2 separate regions of the Xenopus laevis genome follow, and region 2 is linked to region 1. A link is a contact called in public Hi-C data. All regions are on one chromosome and are shown on one strand. The core of a region is the stretch at or near the end of the contact, and the rest is flanking DNA. Distances in the headings are between cores, read along the strand shown. Region 1 has its middle 13 kb from the start of wdr18.S. Region 2 has its middle 29 kb from the start of arid3a.S.

Region 1 (5,575 bases), core at 1,496-3,995:
AGATTATTCAGTGTGTAGACTAAGAAAATATTTTCAGAAAGACAAATAGGATTATATGCAGTTAAAAGTATAAAGGTATTTAAAAGCACGTGGGAACAAAATAAATATTAAAATAAAATCAAACTGCTAAAGAATTGTTCCCACAGCCAGCCACTAGTAGGAATTTGCAGCTAGTTCTGTGTAATGTGGTGTAGGATAAGCGCCCCTTTGAGATAGATCCAGAGATTTGAAAGCAAGACATATGCTGTGGCTGATAATGCCTTGTAAACGGCTTCTGTTTGGTAGCTATGTGCAATTTAACTAAAGGAGAGAGGAACGGGGAGTGGAGAGGGGAGCAGAACGAGAACAAGTTTGTCAGCAGGAAGTATTCATTGGGGCCTCTTTATTCTGGGGGCATAAAATGTGAAATATGCTAAGTTTATTGTAGCTTTTATTTAATTTAATGATCTCAACAACACCACTTCAAAGGCACAGAGAGGAAGCACACCTGAAAATCTCTCACCCTCTTCCCATTAACTCCCCCCCCCCATTTGTGTATGTCACACTCAAACGACTCAGCATAAAAGTTAAAGGAACATAAACAGAGGTGGGAGCCAAGCCGGTGGGGAAGCATTCAAGATGTCACCCAGCCCTTGACTTTCCAAAAACATTATAGTAATAGGGAGGGGCAGTAAGGATTCCCATGAACAACAAACAACATTTTCCTAAAGTATCAGTATACCCAAGAATAAATACCAGCAATGAAAACAGTTCTGCTGCATCATGCAGTTCTAGGAAATGCTTGATACACAGAGGGAATATGAGACAACAGTAGGGTGATGAGCTCTCCTCCTATACCTTTGTTAACCAATGTGCTTGCAGTCTTTTCTACTATGGGGAATTAACAGTAATCCAATACAGGCATGCAAATGCTCTACTACAATTATTTTCTTACCTTATGAAGAAATGGAAGGACTCAATACACAATATTACACTATTAGCAATACCCCTTAAGGTTGATATGTCAGTGTCACCAGTTTTATCACACACCCTGCCCCAAATCATTATAATAAATGCACTCATAGAACATTAGCAGTGATTTACAGTACTTTTTTCACTCACTACAACTTTTTCATTCACAAAGAAGCAAAAATAATTTGCTTGTTTTTACAAAGATAGTACACAATGTGGGAGGGGTGGAGAGAATTAGAGAATGAAGCAATACAGTATGTTGGTTTTACAGACGCATTCCAGACAATAACCCTCAGGGGAATTAGCACAACTCAGCAACATGCTATTACGGCTAAGGTTACACTTGGGGTTTTCTCTGCAAAGAAAACACCAGTACCCCAGATACTTCCTATGCCTATTGCCAGGGATTTAAATTGCATCATGTAGTCCCTGTAGACATGGGGAGGATTTCAGGCCAAAACACTTGTATGCATTTTCAACCACAATCCACACCGTGTGTGCATTAACAGGTGGATGCCTTTGAAGTTAATAACAACAGGAATTAATGGTACTGTGCAAAGTGTGAAATTAGCCTTAAGGGTGGTGGCACATGTGCAGATTCAGGGGAGAGTAGTCGCGACAAATCGCCTCTTCTTCGGGCGACTAATTTCCCCAAAATGCTTTCCCGCCGGCAAGAATGTGAATTGCTGATGGGATGGCATTGGGATTGCTTCATTTTCCAGAGTCACCCGAAGTTGCCTAGAAATCTGCACGGGTACCATCACCCTAAACTGGTCAAACACACCAAGATATTGCCACCCATATGATGGCAATCAGCTAGATGGATCTTCAATTAGTGATTCTGTGTCAGCACACAACTCCTCCACTGTTTCTGGTGCACGTTCAATGGTGGCCACCACACACCGTAGACAATTCAGTATAAACGAGAACAGCACCTTCTTAATGTGATAAAAAGGCCTTTATTCAAACATGGCACAGACCAATAGTAGCAACGCTTCAAGCCATCTCTGGCTCTTTATCAAGCTAGATGGATCTGCCATCATAGGAGCCTAGGCAGGACCATTGTGAGTGAACATGTTCAACAACCTTATGCATTCATGGTCCAATGGGATTTCTCAACCTGCACAATAGATATTTGGCTGACTCCATCAAGATATTTATTCAGGCAGGCCATCAATTTCTCACCAACATAGGCCAATAAGCTACCAAACTGGTCTGGAGCGGCTGAGTAGATTATCAGCTCATTTGGGCCTGCCTTTGACTACACTTGCAGTGAGGGACACTGAAAGTGTGTTGCACCAGTAAACACATGGAACTGAAAAACAGTTATGTACTATAGGTTGCCATAGGAGGATCTCCTTGGCCATCTGGACTGAACCTTATGGTAATGTCAGTCAGGTCTGTCCCTTCCACAAGGTCCATCCCATTAGGCCTCATGATGATCATCTTTACCATTTGATTAATTTCCATAATCTTATAATTTAAGGACTAATGTCCATCCTGGTCTTTTCTCCAACAGTGAATTTGCATGGGCTGAAAAATTCCCAAAATTGCCATCTGTGACAAAAGAAGAACTAAAGCAAATAAAGCTGTAGATAAGAAGAGGCAACTGGGGTTGGTGTAGTAGCCAGAATGGAGGAAAGGATAGTGAGAAGAAAAAAATACTCTCCCCCAGTGAGACAGGAAGTAGTACATTAGGGATTATCCAGACAAGCATGTTTGTCTTTAATTGAAGCTTGTTTAGTGTCCACTACAAATAGGTATTTGTGGTTTTCCAAATTAGGAAAAAAAATGCAAGCTGTGGTCTGATAAGGGCGCGTCTTAACACATTCCTCACCTGCCATCAGAATGTTTAGCAGTGTTTTCTTTGACTGGTGGCCTTTTATTTGTGTTCTCTTGCTCCCTTCAGGCTGTATTTTGCTTCAGATTCAGTAACCAGCACACTGACCACCTTAGGAAGGTGGTAATTGCCATACTTTCCATACATCTGAAGGCAACTAATAAGCATACATGCTTTGCCAGAGTGGCTATGGTTATCTCTGAGGTAGCACTTCCATCCCAAGTGATCCTACTGCTTGATGATAAAACTTCACCCAATTCCACTTAAAGGCTTTGCAATAAACCTCAGTGCCTAGATAATCATAAATATAGCTTTCCTTCTATATACAAAGTATATGAAAATTGCCTTTGCACACCCACTACTACTACTACAGAAACGTTCCCTCCTCTAGTAATTTGCGTGATCATTTTAATACACAGCCACGTATTCACTGTTTCATGTCCATACAAAAACATTAAAGAAGGTGTGCTTCACATGGAAATCAAAACATTAGGGAAATGGTTGGCTGTTTATACTTTTCAGGCCAGTTTCATTAGTATTGTCTGTAATCCAGTACTAACTCAGTATTATATTTTCTGTCAACACACAGGCAAAGCAAACCACTGCTTTAACTAGGCAAATATTGTGATTAATGTATGGTTTTCCACTTTACAGAAAGGTAAGGCATATCCTGGATGATATGCATTTGACAAAACATATGTTGCAAGTAAATACAACTGTGGCAATCATTTAGTTTCTTTGATAAAGTGATATGGAAAACATTATCTTTTTAATGTAAGAAAAGGAGGATAGCAAGAGATTAGGTTCATTTTTCAATAACCAGCAATTTAATGTTTACCTGTTGCTCTTTTGTTTAAAGTGCTGATAATGCAACGAAAATAACAGATTGTTTTTGCCATAGAAGGGGGGAAATTTACCATATTTGCCTTATACGTTGCATAAATATAAATAGTAACATAATTAGCCCAAGCTTTGTTAGCAGTGTATAAGATGTTGACTATGCTGATTTGTAATCTATGTAGAATGCTAATTTCTGATGACCTGAATCACAGCATTTTCTTTCTAGTATTTCACTTTTCATCCTTGAACCTGATAAGAATTGAAAAAAAAAAGATGAACAGTTGAACTGTCTTTATTAGGAAAAAAATCAATAAAAATTTAATGGAAATGTATTAACTGTTAAACAAATAATTATTTTATTTCATATAGTTGTTTATATATTTAGCAACTGATCTGTGAGTTCTAGTACCTCACCTTTTTTTCCGATTGGAGACAACAAATTGTTGCTGTGAGGTGCTGACAGATATTACCTGCCACGACTGGCTGAATCCATCATGACTTGTTTGCAGTAGAAGACAGGGTGCATTGTTGAGGATGCACATTTATATCTCAACTGCCATATCTAAGAATAATGAAAAGGAACTAAAGACAGTCCATTAATGACATCCAGCGTTAAGCTAAAGTGGGAAACTTTATATTGTCCCTTAAGGGCAGAGACACACGGTCAGATTCGGAGAGATTAGTCACATGCGACAAATCTCCTCTTCTTCGGGGCAACTAATCTCCCTGAACTGCCTTCCCGCCAGCTAGAATGTAAATTGCCGTCAGGATGGCACTCGGGTCGATTTGTTTTCCAAAGTCGCCCCGAAGTTGCCTCATGAGGAAGCGCTCCGTGCGTCCATCCCACTGGAGATTTACATTCTAGCTGGCGGGAAGGCAGTTCAGGGAGATTAGTCGCCCCGAAGAAGAGGAGATTTGTCGCCGGGTGAGTATTTTCGACGAATCTGACCGTGTGTCTCTGCCCTAAAAGAGACAGAAAGTCAAAATCAGTTAGGGGTGCCAAAAGTTAGGTATCCCCAAGTGATTGTAATCACTTACCTGATACCCCAGGCCAGTGCTCTGTTAGCTGAAAACTGCCGAGCCCAGGTTCTTCTCAGCGAGCACCACCGAACAATTCTCTTTTTCTTTCTTTCTTTCAAATTCTGGAGGTGAAGCATGTGCAGTAAAGTGAAAAGGCAAGCTTTTTTGTTAAAGTTCGCACTGAACTGCGCACCCGTGCAAAGAAAGAAGAAGCAGGAAGAAGATCACTCAATGCTGTTTTCTTGAAGAACCTCAGGCCGGAGCAGTTTTCTGCTGTTAGGAGCACTGACCTGGGGTATCAGGTAAATCAATAGAATCACTGGGGGTTGCCTAACTTTTGGTGATTTTTGCCTTTCCTTCTTCTTTAAAACAGAATTTTGGTTTCCAGTATGTATGTATAACTTTATTTATATGATGCTAATAGTATATTCAGAGCCGTACATTTTTACACTACAATAATAGTAGAAATAGGGAGGACAAACACTGCAATACATAAATATAAGTATACAGATACCTGCCCTGTAGAATGTCTGCAGATGAATTGTACTGTATTTTACACCATTTTTACAGGTGTCTATTTACCATCCCTTTATTTGATTGAGCTCATGCTTTGTCAGTTAAACTGACAGTCAAATACAAATACAATTTAAACAGTCCAATCCTTCTCTGTGCACTGGAAGATTCAATGGCCCCTACAGTTGCCTAGGAGGACGCTGAGCCAGAGAATCCTACATGCACATTTACCATTTTGGAACTTGGAAATTTAGAATCTACACTACTGCCATTTAATGGGTTAAATATACTAGGGCTAAATTCCTAATTATTTGGAAAGGGAGTTTGCAAGCAAAGATATAAACAACCTTTAGCCAACTGTATTGTCTGTTGGCTGGTAGGGATATTGGTCAAATAAACAATTTACTTAAT
Region 2 (5,494 bases), core at 1,957-4,456, 97 kb before region 1:
TTCAGTCTTTTGGAAGAGTGCTGCTCCATTTGTTAATACAATGGCACAGGGAGTGGGAGATTCCGGAAACATTTGAAATACAGTTCCATAAATATTTCCTTTTTTTTTTGCAGAGGCAGCATGCATTATTTTTCATTATTTCTGCAATGCTCATTTGCCTAGTTTATCATATGACTGGATTGCTGCACAGGCCACCTGCACTAGGAGCTCAACAACATACTATGGGATTATGGGACCCAGTTTACATACCTTCCCAAAAATATCTGTCTGAATTTCAGTATTGGAGTAGATATTTATCAACTCATGTACAGCTTTAGTTTTTACCTTTTCAATGCTGCCTTTTTCATAAAGGTTTAAAGGATTAGGGTGAAACAGATTTTATAAAAAGTGTAAAGATTTTTAATAAAAGTGCAAAAGTCCAGAAGAGAGACGGGTGCAAGGTCTATCTTTTATTTTCACAATTAGTGACACTAAATAAGTGCTTAATATATCATCTGCATAGTGTGTCTATTTACTACAGAAGAACAAATACTAAAAAGAGTAGACGGACATTTAAATACTCGGTGACTTGCCACAATATATTCATTATATCACACTACCTTTAAGATAAACATTCCCAGTTATTTGTTCAAGACAGGCCAAGCACTGGGAAGCATGCAGAATTAGAAGAGCATGGCTACACTAGAATAGATGGTCCATCTGACCATCTCTGTAAGAAACTGTCAAAGGTCAAGTAAGCAGAACTCATGTCCTGAATAAATATAGTATTTTAACTCACACAAGCAAATTGCTTTAAGTCATTGTAACTTTCAGAGATTTGTAATCACATGTAGAAAGCAGACTAAAGAGAAACATTGGGTTGCAAGCAATTCTTACAAAGATAACTGGCCTGGCCACATATTTTGAGATAACTTCTCCTTTACATATAGTTGCAGTTAAAATGTTTTGCAAGGCATCCAGTAAGGGTGGTGGCACACACTGCGATTTGGGGAGATTAGTCGCCCATCGACTATTCTCCCCGAACTGCTTTCCTGCCGGCTAGAATGTGAATCGCCGTCAGGATGGCACTGGGATCGCTTTGTTTTCCAAAGTTGCCTCGCGAGGAAACTTCTGGCGACTTCGGAAAGCTGAAGCAATCCGAGAGTCATCCCGCTGGTGATTCACATTCTAACCTTGCGGAAGCCATTTCGGGGAGATAAGTAGCTCCAGAAGAAGAGGAAATTTGTCATTGGGCGACTAATCTCCCCGAATCGCAGTGTGTGCCACCACCCTAAGCCAGGATTCCACAACTTCTTTATACCTGTAAGTCACATTCAAATGTAAAAACTGTTTGAGAGCCACACAAACAAGAAATAAAATTCCTTGGGGATGCCAAATAAGGGCAGTGATTGACTAATTGATAGCTCTGTGTGGACTGCTAGTCTGTACGAGGCTCTTTTGGAGTAAACCTATATTTTCATGGCTCCAAAACTTGAATTTAAGACAGGAAATTCAAAATTCGTGCTTACTATGAGGCCACTGGGAGCAACATCAATGGGAATGGAGCAATATGTTTCTCATGGGCCATTGGTTGGGGATCACTGTATAACTTTTCTTAACAAAGAAACCTTTTCTTGTAATAGACCCTTCTACCCCACCAGGTGCAAAAGGTTTTTTTTCATAAAATTTGGAGTCTTTGAGAAAACCACCTCGCTCCTTCTACCTGGGAAGTGCAGTTTGTAAGTCCATGAAAGTTTCTGACTTGGTCCCGACATTATTCATTGTACTGTATACTGAGTTTTATAAATATTATACTGGAATTCCTATCAAGAAGCAGGCCTTAGAATTCAAGTCAGCCAGCCAGTCAAGAAAATTACCAGCAGAGTTGCAATCTGTAGCAAGACCAACTGGACTAAATGGGCGACAAACTCCTGCATACAAATTTGTATCTCTATTGGTAGTAGAAAGTTACCTTTTTGATGCTTTTGTGGCACGTGCTGCTCAAAGTAATTTACCTCTGTCCATTGATAATTCTAACAGTGGATCACTCCAAAGAATATTTTCTTTTATCTTTCTATAGCCAACCATACATAATGTACAAGTAGTATAGGAACTTTAAGGGCTAGATGTGAAATGTTGCAGCCTTAATGATTAATCAGGGGCCACATGTGAGGCCTATACCCTGTCATTGGTCCAGATAATGCAGCAATAGCTGCTTCTCTGATTTCTTTAATGACACAGGCTTTTTTAGCCAGATAGGAAGAATCCGGAACCTTCTTGCTGTCTCTTTTTATTCAGAGGATACATGATAATATGTGAGAGAGAGATAGTGTGTGCACAAGATTAGTTCTGCTTTGGTGTGGGAAAGAAAAGTTTTAATTTGGGTGAAGAACTGACTGATGAGTAGTTTCAAAATATGTTTATGAAAACTGTCTTAAGAGGGCCCTAAAATAATTTTGCTGTGGGGCCAAACAACTTCTACTTACCCCCACAGATCACATGCAGTGAAGTCAGCAGCTCAGCAGTTGACTAGTCTAAAACACTGTTATTGCATCTTACTGAGAGATGAGTAGACAGTCTTTAAACATTTATAAATTAAAAAACCAGTATAGTCATGAAGTCAGAGACTTTACACTGGGCTGCTCATAAGAGCTTACAGGGAAAGAGACTATTAATATTTTAAAAGAGTGTAGTATTAAGAATAGATAAAGCATCAGGCAAATTCGTGTTTAATATTTCAGTACTGATGCATCATTTTGTAACAATTCCTAAATACAGAAGCCCTAAGATGATTGAATTACACCTTCTCCCACATGTATGTCAAATCACATGTGTTAATCTGTACTACTTTTCCAAATTTTTGGAGAGTGCTGACATGCATTTCTATATAATAAGTGCTATACAAATGCCATACCAGGGTTCTGAATGCTTCCTTCTATATTTTTGTACAATCAGCGTCGGACTTGGGGGCCCAGGGCCCACCGAGCCTGCAGCCTCGGGGCCCCTGCAACATCCCCCGGGACCCCCAACAGGAAGTCTTCTCTCCCCTAGCCCCTTCCCCCATGGGCTTGTGTGTGCATACAGGGTCGGACTGGTGCAGTTGGGGCCACCGGATTCTGAACCTAGGAGGCCCTGTGCACATGCGCAAAAGCTTGTGCGCGAATGGCACACGCACTGCGTGCATGCGAGAATGACAGGCCCACCCCGCGCATGCGTGAACGTCAGGCCCACCGTATGCATTCACGAACGCCGGCCTATAGCGCTGCACAACTTTTTTTTCCATACGGGGGCCAATCTCGAACCGGGTCTGGGCCGGAGGGGGCCCAAGAGGGCCGGGGCCCACCAGGTTTTTTCCCGGTTTCCCGCTGGCCCAGTCCGACACTGTGCACATACCTTTATCCGTCGCGTTAGGGACGCGACCAGGTTCAGGGAGGGAGGTGAGGAGAAGGAGTCCAGGGAGCGGGGCTGGGCCAGGTTTTTTCCCGGTGTTCCGCAGGCCCAGTCCGACCATTTGTACAATTATGCTATTGGAATACATTTTCATGGTAGCTTTTGTGTACTGTAATGTTAAGGAATTTTTCGGTTTGTCATCGGCATGAGAAACAAGTTTGCGTGGGTGACAAATCGTCATTCACTTAAGTATATTGTTTAAAGGGTTTATTTTTTAAAGCATTTGTTCACACTTAGCTAAGGTTTCATATCTCCCTCCTTTAATTGTTATCTATTGTTAGAATCTGAGCACCTTTGCATTTTACATGTACAGGTGTAAGATCCTTTATCCAGAAACCTTTTATCCGGAAAGCTCAGAATTACAGGAAGGCTATCTCTCATAGACTCCACTTTAATAAAATATTTTTTTAAATGATTTCCTTTTTCTCTGTAGTAATTTAACAGTATATATATATATATATATATATATATATATATATATATATATATATATATATATATATATATATATATATATATATATATATATATACAGATATTGGCTCTCACGATAAAATACTCACTGGTGCCTGGGTGCAATCCACAGAATGCTTCAATCCCGATATGATGTAAAGAAACGTCAGCTTGTGCCAATGAATAAATCATTCTTTCTATCGATGTAAACCTGTGAGTGCGACTACTTTGCATCATATATAATAATATATGAAAAAACAGCGTTCAATGGACATTGATTACAGGTAATGCTAAAATGCAAATAAAAAATAAAACAAGTTAGGGACCGCCATTCGGGGTTTACCTTGACGTGGTATGGTGGCTTATCAATTTTATGATCATAACTTTGTAACAAAATAACCCCTATTTGGGACATATGCAATAGCATTTATTATACTTATATATATATACTTTAAAGCCTTTAGAGTGCTCCCACAACCCCCCTGTTTTGATATTGTATATTTAGCCAGAAGCTGTGGCGTAGCTTCAGTGGTTGTAGCACCCCATACCCCCCCTTTAAACTAGTGGTGATCCTATGCTTTTAAAATTGGGCGTTTGTTTTGGGAATATCTCTCCTTTAAAAGCCTGATTGCTGGCTGGGGAGGATTTAGCCCTCAGTGAAAAAACAGCGTTCAATGGACATTGATTACAGGTAATGCTAAAATGCACATAAAAAATAAAACAAGTTAGGGACCGCCATTCGGGGTTTACCTTGACGTGGTATGGTGGCTTATCAATTTTATGATCATAACTTTGTAACAAAATAACCCCTATTTGGGACATATGCAATAGCATTTATTATACTTATATATATATATACTTTAAAGCCTTTAGAGTGCTCCCACAACCCCCCTGTTTTAATAATATAATATAATATAATAATAATATAGTAGAATTAAGCTGGGCTGGGCTTTTCTGAGTTTTCTAAAAACTGTTTCACCACTCAGCCAAGTGGCTTCTATTAGGTTCCATTAATGTTTTACATTTTTTTGTAGGCTTAAGGTATGGAGATTCAAATTACAGAAAGATCCCTTATTCAGAAACCCCCAGGTCTTTAGCATTCTGCATAACAGGTCCCATATCTCTATTTCAAATACATATAGGTTTAAACTACCAATATCAAGCTGTTGGTTTAACTGAGAGACATCAACTCTAGGGTTAAATGAATACAGAAAGTGCATTTAAAGTGCATAGACATTTAGGGTTGATGACACTATGACCTTTTAAGGCATCTGTTCAGAAGAAAGTCTGGTAGTAGCAGCCTGAAAGTGCTCAGAGTGCTTTTGAATAAAGAGATTTTTTTTTTTTTTAAATGTTCTCAGAAGGGAACTCTGAAAAAAAATAATTTTTGTGGGTTAAGATTCCCTTTAAGCTCTGTAGATCATAAATTCTATTTGGCAAAAAAACCAAGAGCCAGTTGGTAACTCTAGTTCCTTTGTATAAAGATTTTTTTATACAATGTTGAAACCTGGACGATTTTTAACCAGACAACCCCTTGAAAAACCAGCCTGTCTGGTTTAAAACTGGACAGATAGCAACCCTGTACATAAATAAATACATACATGGCAAAGAA

The links. A called contact is a pair of places that touch in the nucleus more often than the background predicts.
Region 2: a contact with region 1 is called in a Hi-C map of the XL177 cell line, with 4 times the contacts expected there. The contact joins two enhancer-like sites. A contact is called at or near these places in 3 of 4 Hi-C or Micro-C datasets (the XL177 cell line, the XTC cell line and animal cap).

What each region holds. Positions count from the first base shown.
Region 1 is chr1S:91,020,166-91,025,740 of Xenopus_laevis_v10.1, reverse strand. No RefSeq gene overlaps it. Among protein-coding and RNA genes, the nearest start is that of wdr18.S, 13 kb to the right of the region's middle. Within about 2 kb of position 2,745, at least 2 of the 7 cell types and tissues checked have an H3K27ac peak or open chromatin away from gene starts, as enhancers often do.
Region 2 is chr1S:91,117,758-91,123,251 of Xenopus_laevis_v10.1, reverse strand. No RefSeq gene overlaps it. Among protein-coding and RNA genes, the nearest start is that of arid3a.S, 29 kb to the right of the region's middle. Within about 2 kb of position 3,206, at least 1 of the 7 cell types and tissues checked has an H3K27ac peak or open chromatin away from gene starts, as enhancers often do.